Linked DNA regions of Mus musculus: all the other regions are linked to region 2. A link is a contact called in public promoter capture Hi-C data. All regions are on one chromosome and are shown on one strand. The core of a region is the stretch at or near the end of the contact, and the rest is flanking DNA. Distances in the headings are between cores, read along the strand shown. Region 1 overlaps Tti1 (TELO2 interacting protein 1). Region 2 holds the start of Snhg17 (small nucleolar RNA host gene 17). Region 3 holds the start of Tti1 (TELO2 interacting protein 1).

Region 1 (2,700 bases), core at 166-2,665, 360 kb before region 2:
ACTTCCTGGTTCATCCTTGCTGTGCATGGGTCTCCTTTCCCTGGGGCACCTGCTGCTTTTTAGACAATGCAGATGAAGCATGCATGTTCAGTAACTCAGTGTCCTAAAACATACATGTACTTGGTTCTATCATGACTTTTCAGAAGTTCTTTGAAAGCAACTTCCATTCTCGTCTTAAAAGAAAGGCCATCTGATGACAAACTGAAATGCTAGCATCAAGTGCTGTTTGCTGTAATCTGTGAGTGAGCATTAATTTTATGACTTACTACTCAAAATGCAATTACATATTGAGTTGTTTCAAAACTTGTGGAAAATCCATCTCCAATTTTGTTTTACACCCCCCCACCCCAACACACAATGTCCCAGACAATGTCCCAGACACCTCAACTGTCCATATTTCCTTACTGTAATGTGGACCCCAACCTTCTACTTACAAAGTGCTACACAGGATGTTTTGACATTCCTCCTTCAGATTACCAAAGACATCAGAATTCTAAGAAAATTCAAATTCCAAAATCCAAAAGTGCTACCTCCTGAAAAGACACATTTCCAATGCTTTAAATTTTTTGATATTATTTTGTGTCTATGAGTGTACTGCTTGTGTGCATGTGTCTGTGTACCATTTGGGTGCCTGCGTTAGTAAGGAGGGTATCAGCTACCCTGGGACTGGAGTTACAGATGTTTGTGACCCACCATGTGGGTGACAGGAGTTGAATTTGAGTCTTCTGCAAGAACAAAAGTGCTCTTAACTACTGAAAAATCCTTCCAGCTTCCTAAGCCTTTTTGTAAAATGTTTAAATTTTAAGATGAAATAAAATCTGGTTTCCCACTGTAGCAGAGATGAGACATCTGGGCCACAGAAGCTGGCCCCAGTCTGTAATGTCTAAGTAGTTAGCTGCCTTAGTTGGTGGTCCAAGCCACTCTAACCCTGTGTGGGTTTTGTCCACAGCTGCTCAGCTGATAACTTTTAGCACAGACAGGAGTTAGGGTTAGGATCTGAAATGCCTCCCAAAGGCCTTGTCCCTTAGCTATGGTGCTATTTGAGAGCTGGTGGCAACTGTAAGAGCTGGGACCTGGGAGGAAGAAGTAATGACGGCAGGTCTACCGGGGAAGCCCTGCCTGCCATGACAGGAACTGCTTCTCTCACCCGTGGCCCTGACCAAAATGCGCCTACCTTATCACGGCCCTAAGCAACACGGCAGGCTGACTTTGGACTCTGAAACCACAAGCCAGACAAACCTTCCCTTCTTTAGGGTGTTTTAGCCTCAGCCACTTTGTCATGGTTTCTGAGTGACTGCAGTCCAGATCCAATGTCTTTTCTTGGCCTAGTGCCCAGTAGGATCGCTCTAGTTCATGTTTAACCGTGTTACACTCTCTACAACATTTTCTCCAAACACGCCTTCCCCAAGTGTGAATAGTCTTCACACCACTCTGCTGATAGTGTTCTGAGAATCGTAGAGAAAGTACTACAGCCATATATAGCCTGGCTCCCTCCTCTGCCTTCAGGTCACAGCCTTAGTGGCGCTTCCCAGAGAGGCCCTCCCTGTCCATGCAACTTAGAGTAGCCTATTCCCGTTTCTCCCTTGCATGAGGTTTTCATTTCCTTCAAAGCGCTTATCAGCGGCTTCCTGAGCTTGCTTATGCTTTCATTACTTGTTTATCATTTCTCTCAGTAGCAGGAAAGCTCCTTGAGTTTGTTTATCTTGTTCACTGCTGTATCCTCACTACTTAGTGTAGCCTCTGACATATAGCAGGCATCCTTATGAGTGAAGCAAGCATTCATGCTGTCTGTGAATGTTCATGAATGAACGAGTGAACACTATAAATGTCACCTCAGAGTAGAGCACAGTCCTTGTCCCAGTCGCTTCTCCTAAGAAAGTTACTCTCATGATCTTGTCCTTTTAACCTGATAGAATGAGGTCAAGGACCTTTCCTCTGCCTCAGGGGCTATTAACAGCACTGGAGATATGTTCTTTGGATAAAGGCACCAGAATATAGCTCAATGTTTTCATTCAATGATTAACTGTCCAGCTGAGGGATTTATTTATTGATTAGACATGGTCTTGCTATATAGCTCGGGCTCGCCTTGAATTTATGATCCTCCTGCTTGAGCTTCCTGGCAGCTGGGATTATAGGTATGATCCTACCAAGTTTGGCTTTTTTCATGGTACAAATTGTGCCATGTTAATGGTGGCACATCAGGATCAAAATATAGAAGAGACAATTAAGTCAACTTGCACAATTAAAAGGTTAAAAGGAAGGGCTGGAGAGATGGCTCATTAGGTAAGCACACTGGCTGCTCTTCCAAAGGACATGGGTTAGTACAACGTGGTAGCTTACAGATACCTGTAACAACTGTTCCAGGGGATCTGACGCCCTTTTCTGGCTTCTGAGGACACTGCGTGTATGTGATGCATACCCCCACTCCCTACTCCGCCCAAAACAAACAAATCTTAAAAAAAAAAAAGTTAAAGATGGTCATAGTGATAGTGGCACATTTCATCCCAGCACTTAGGAGGCAGAGATGGCACAGTAGGTATGAACACTGGCTGTTCCTCTAGAAGGCCCAGGTCTAATTCCCAGCACCTACATGGTGTCTCACAAGCTAACTTCAGTGCTAGGAGATATAGCGCCCTCTCCTGGCCTCTTCAGTTACCGAGTACACACGTGTAGGCATATACACATGCAGGCAGAACACTC
Region 2 (2,700 bases), core at 40-2,539:
GAAATCAAGAACCAGACAAGGCCCGGAAGCCAGCAGAGAGCAGTGGCTGAAATCTGGATGGTGCATATGACCCCCAAAATCTTCTGGCTCCTTTCCATTCTGCTCTCCACCCACCAGAGTAAAGCAGAAGGGTACAGAAGCGACAGTGGGAACACAGGACACACAAGACACAGATCCCAAGTGGGTACAGCAACAAGCAGGCACACCTCAAAGAACCCAGCCTCACCTCACCTTCACCCACTTCCAACTATAAATGAAGAAACTGAATCCCCCATCCCAGGGCACAATCCTCACTCAGGAGCACCAGTTTGTCGATGTAGCAAGACGGAGACAACTCTTTGGCCACTGTAGATCCCAGCTGTTATTTCTGCAAATACAATAAGCCCAGGTGAGCCACATGAACAGCACCCAGTTACCTGGGAAAGCACCCAGAATCCCAAACACAAAAGCTGCCAGGTAGCAAACCACGGAGCATAGACACCCCCCCCTTTCCTCTGTAATCCCCACTATGCAACATGGAACAGAACTGTCCCCAGAATCTTGCCCTTGGTTATTTCGAGCCCTCACCGAGCTTCTCTCTGCACAGTGGCTTTGTCGACCTCCTCAAAAGTAGTAATCAGAACTCCACACCACCCCTCTGCTGGTACCCATGGGAAGGCCAATTACAGGCACCCGGGCTTCAAGTTGCTCCCGAATAGCAGAGCACTTACCCAGGCATCCTCTCCCTGGACAGTGGGTGTCCATCTCGGAGTTGAAGGGAGTAGGGGGTTCCAGAAGCTGTAATCTGTCGACCCAAGGAGCTTCCATCTGTCTCCAGGAGGGCTGCGCAGTCTACAGCCTGGCAGGACAACGGAAGCGGCTGCGGCGCAAGGCAGGGCGGGGCAGGGGGACCCAGATGCTGCACCCGGGGTCCTGGGGGAGTCTCAACTTAAATCCTGGTCAATGGATTCGCCTTGGTAGGATGCTAAAAACATGGGACACAGGTCGTAAACACCGACCCACTTTTTGTAGGCGACAGACATGGCTTTGAGGCTTCAGATACTCAGACGGTGAAAAGCACGCGGCTTGAGGCCCTCCCTCCTCTAGACCCAGCAGACCAGCCGCCCACCGACGGCCCGCAGCCCGGTTTCCTTGATGGAGGAAACGGCGCTGCCCATGCACCTTGCACTCACCTTGGTGCCCTGTATTGGGGAGACGAGCCCGGGAACATGCGGGATGTCTGTAGATTTGGGCGGATGGCAATGGCCAGAGAGGAAACACATCCACGCGACAGGAAACTGTGGTCTTCACGATGGGCGCTGGCGGAAGAACAAATGACAAAGCACGCTGCAGCCTAGAGCAGCATCTCCGAGCGGCGGGCCCTCCAGCGCCCCCACGAGGAGAGGAGACTAACAACTGTTTGAACATATTAAGTTAATTTTTTTTTTTTTTTAAACAATGATACGTTTTAGGAGGAAACTGTCTCTCGTTTGCCGTATTTTTTCTGTTTGTTCTGAAGCAGACCTCTCTTACAAACTACTGATTCCACAGCACATGGCTCAGTGGTGTCACAAAGGAACAAATGATGACTTTAAACACCACCACACGAGGTCAGTAGTGGCTTGAGACTGGCATGTGGAAGGGATGAGAGCAAAGAATGAATGCTTTGCTAAAAGTCTACCTAAAAATCATAAGGCCGATGGGACGATTCCCTTAACCAGAAAAGTCCTGATCCAAGTAACAGATGAGAGACAGATGTTTGAGAAGGAGCTCACGTGTTTCCAAGTCTTCATACTCCCAAACTCTGCTTGGATCCTAGGCCAAATGTGGCTCTTGGCCCTATGTACAGCAGCTCTGCCCTTGGGGCTGAAGAAGGAACTCCACTGAAAGAGTCCAAATGACCTCTGAGCCAGCCATCTCTTCCGCCTCTAAGGGTGACTTAAAGACAAAAGATAGTCTGGGCTGGAGAGATGGCTCAGTGACTTAAAGCAATTGCAGAGGACCTGAGTTCAATTCCCAGTACTCATACAGAGAGCCTAATGTTTGTCTGTAACTCCAGTTCTAGGGGATATGACGCCCTCTTCTGTACATTGTAAACACTGCCTGTAAAAGTGGTACACATAGTATTTCAGGCAAAACACTCGCAGGCATAGCATTAAAAGAAAGAAAGAAAGAAAGAAAGAAAGAAAGAAAGAAAGAAAGGAAGGAAGGAAGGAAGGAAGGAAGGAAGGAAGGAAGGAAGGAAGGAAGGAAGCCAGGCGTGGTGGCGCACACCTTTAATCCCAGCACTTAGAAGGCAGAGGAAGGCAGATTTCTGAGTTTGAGGCCAGCCTGGTCTACAAAGTGAGTTTCAGGACAGCCAGAGCTATACAGAGAAACCCTGTCTCAAAAAACCATTAAAAAATATATATATATATTATTAAAATATATATTAAATATATATTATATATTAAATATGTATTATATATTAAATATATTAAATAAGTATATTTAATATATATATATATAATATATATTAAATATATATATAAATATATATTAAATATATATTAAATATATATATATATATTTTTTAGGGCTGGTGAGATGGCTCAGCGGTTAAGAGCACTGACCACTCATCCAGAGGTCTTGAGTTCAATTCCCAGCAACCACATGGTGGCTTACAACCTTCTACAGTGAGATCTGATGCCCTCTTCTGGTGTGTCTGAAGACAACTACAGT
Region 3 (2,700 bases), core at 155-2,654, 330 kb before region 2:
ATTTGACTGAGTCAGGCCTTGACTGAATTCTAGTTTTGCCATTTCCTGGCTATGCCCAAGCAGCTCTGGACAGGTAACTCACTCGAATCTCATGTGTTCTCATTATCAAATGGTGATAGCAATCCCCGTGCCAGAGCACTGTTGTTAAGGACTGACATTTAAAATAGTAACATCTGGATACATAGACTTAGTACAAAGGGTACTCAGAACATGAGTTACTCAGTACTCAGCAACTATTTAGATGAGGTCTCAAAAGCCCGAGCTTTTTTGTAAGGTGGGGTCTTAAAAGCTGGTCTGGAATTTACTGCACAGACCAAGCTGGCCTGGAACCCTCAGGAGAACCACCTGCCTCTGCCTCCCTATATCATTATAAGGTGTTGACTTGTGCGTTAATTCAATCAGCTATGAATTCAGCTTTGATTCCAGATGCTGGGACACACTTAGATACACTCTCTTCATTCAGATCTTAGCTCTGTGAGCTTGAAACTTATGTGATCACCACACCTCTGTAACCTGTTTCCTCAGTTGTTAAACCGTGAGACGATAACACTTACCTCATAGCTTTGAAAAGTGTCTAGCACATAGAAACTTCTCAACTACACTAGCTATGATCATGATGCACTCCAGGTGAAGAAGGGTCAAAGCATGTATATTAGGGACAGAGAAGTTAAGAAAACCAGGCATCAACTATAGGAATGTCTTTTAGGCTGGGAGGGGACTCACATCTAATAAGTTCAACAACGTCAGGGAGTTGTAGGTATGTGTGTTGGGGGGGGGGTGCACGCACAGAGGACGTCAGGTGTCCCGCTCAATCACTCTCCAGCTTATTCTTTTGAGACTGAGTCTTTCACTGAACCTGGAGTTAAGCAGGCATCTAGCAAGCTCCGGCGATCTTCCTGTCTCAGCCCCAGAACACTGAAGTTACAGACCTGGCCCACCAACTTGGGCTTTTTAATGATGGGAACACAAATCCTCATTCTTGCATAGCAAGCACTTGGAGCCATCACACCCCTCCAAAAAAAAAGTTGTGTGTGTGTGGGGCCAGACTCAGTAGAGGTCAGTAGACGGCGCAGTTCCACCAGGTGAGAAAAGGGGTATCACTTCGGAAGTCAGAACAGGAACCAAAGTGGGGAGCCCTGCCAAGAGTTCGTGTCTTTAAAGGAACTAGAGGAGCGCTGGGGAGAGGGGCCCAGGCACGGAGGGAGGTGTGGCCTAGGCCAGCCACCAAAGCGACGCGGCCCTTCCCACACCCAGCTCCCGCGCTTCCTGCCTCAGTGTGTCCTAAGGATTCGTTTCTGGACGCTCCTAAGCGGCTGGGCTCCCTTACACTCCCGCCACTCTTACCTCGTCTTCCAGTCTTTCCCTCACTCTCCCGCCTCCTGCACCCTAGGCGGAAATGACGACTAAGTAGTGCGTCGCGCCGCGCCAGAAAGGTTCTGCGGAGCGGGAAAAAGGGTTCCGGTGAGGCTCACTGCGCCGGCGCGCGGGCGCGAGCGGTTAAAGCGCATTTTCGGTGTTCGAGGACCTGGATTTGTTCCCTCGGCCTGGCCGGCTAGAAGTCAGGGACCAAGGATACTGCCGCCTCCTAAGGATCGTTTTCCTCCGGCTCCGAAGCCTCTCGGCGCCCGGCTGTGGCCCTTGCCCTTTGACCCCCGTGGCGGCGGGGTGAGAGGTCGGGTGGCCATCTTGTGGCGGCGGCGCGGGCGGCTGTTACTGCGGAGACCTGTCCCCTCCCCCCACCTGGTACCCCGAGCTGTCTGTCAGTCGGCGGAGAGCCCTGCAGCCTGTCAGCGGAGGCCTGGGCCGAGTGCGGTCGCTTTCCCCGTCTCATCGGGCGGCCCGGGCTGCTCCCCACCACCGCCACCATGTCCTCCTTCTCAGAATCGGCGCTGGAAAAGAAGCTCTCAGAGCTGAGCAACTCTCAGCAGAGCGTGCAGACCCTCTCCCTGTGGCTCATCCACCACCGCAAGCACGCAGGACCCATCGTCTCCGTGTGGCACCGCGAGCTCCGCAAAGGTGATCACCCGCACCCCGGCTCTCCCATGGCTGTGTTCCCTCATCCACTCTCCCGCAGCCCTGTGGCTTCTTAAGCCTTGTTTTGCAGGCCTGGGGCTCTGATGGAGGGTCTGAGGTTGGAAACGGTGTTATTTTATGACTTGGAGAGGGAAACTGAGGCCCGGTAAGGTATGGGAGATTCGTCTGAAGTTCCAAGGGCGCAAATGCCCAGACTTGAAGTTACTCAGCTCCTTCCCTCATCAGGCTTCCCCCTCACACCTTACGACAGTTGTTTTTGTTTTTGTTTTAAATCGTGGCTGTGTTTGGAGCTGGGAGCCCCGTGTTGGGCAATTGGAATACGATCCAGCCGTCTCTGGTCAGACTGCCCACATTAAGACCTGGTGCAAACGTGTTCTAGCTAAGTGATCCTGGGAACGTTTCTTCATATCCTTGTGCCGGTGTATTCTAATCTGTAAAACGGATACAAACTTACCTGTACTTCCAAAGCCTTGACTCCGTGTTAGTTACTATCCATAGACTTGAGAACAGGATGGTAAATTGGGTAGCCTTCTGCCCTTGCCACTAAATTCAGACTCTCACGATATTCCCCGAGCGCTACCTGTTTCTTGCCAGGCCCGGTGTTGGATGCAAGTTGTTTCTGGCTACTGTCTGGAAGTTAAGTCTATCTGTCACTGAACCCAACAG

Evidence for each region. Promoter capture Hi-C pulls out the DNA fragments that hold promoters and counts their contacts.
Region 1: a promoter capture Hi-C map of liver shows a contact between it and region 2, with 2.3 times the contacts expected there. The contact joins the enhancer-like site here to the promoter of Snhg17 in region 2. A contact is called at or near these places in 7 of 39 promoter capture datasets (the 3T3-L1 cell line, 3T3-L1-derived adipocytes, HPC-7-derived erythroid cells and 2 more), 1 of 484 Hi-C or Micro-C datasets (the C2C12 cell line) and 1 of 9 other capture datasets (embryonic stem cells).
Region 3: a contact with region 2 is called in a promoter capture Hi-C map of neural stem cells. The contact joins the promoter of Tti1 here to the promoter of Snhg17 in region 2. A contact is called at or near these places in 7 of 39 promoter capture datasets (the 3T3-L1 cell line, the C10 cell line, HPC-7-derived erythroid cells and 4 more), 11 of 484 Hi-C or Micro-C datasets (CD4 T cells, CD8 T cells, the G1E-ER4 cell line and 2 more), 22 of 115 datasets of contacts at active chromatin or transcription factors (the 230-238 cell line, the NIH/3T3 cell line, the SCID.adh cell line and 14 more) and 4 of 9 other capture datasets (adipose tissue, embryonic stem cells, liver and 1 more).

The regions. Positions count from the first base shown.
Region 1 is chr2:158,003,231-158,005,930 of GRCm38.p6, forward strand. All of the region lies in intron 2 of Tti1 (TELO2 interacting protein 1), which reads right to left. Among named protein-coding and RNA genes, the nearest start is that of Gm34402, 12 kb to the left of the region's middle. Within about 2 kb of position 1,416, at least 5 of the 459 cell types and tissues checked have an H3K27ac peak or open chromatin away from gene starts, as enhancers often do. A contact at or near this core is called in liver, where this site is marked.
Region 2 is chr2:158,360,233-158,362,932 of GRCm38.p6, forward strand. It overlaps Snhg17 (small nucleolar RNA host gene 17), which reads right to left and starts at 1,290. Exons shown (of 6, transcript NR_027887.1): 1 at 1,173-1,290; 2 at 711-838; 3 at 232-367. RefSeq lists a cis regulatory region at 1,222-1,498.
Region 3 is chr2:158,027,030-158,029,729 of GRCm38.p6, forward strand. Tti1 (TELO2 interacting protein 1) reads right to left here and starts at 1,405. Exons shown (of 8, transcript NM_029282.2): 1 at 1,345-1,405. Rprd1b (regulation of nuclear pre-mRNA domain containing 1B) reads left to right here and starts at 1,468. Exons shown (of 7, transcript NM_001291134.1): 1 at 1,468-2,016. The coding sequence starts at 1,866.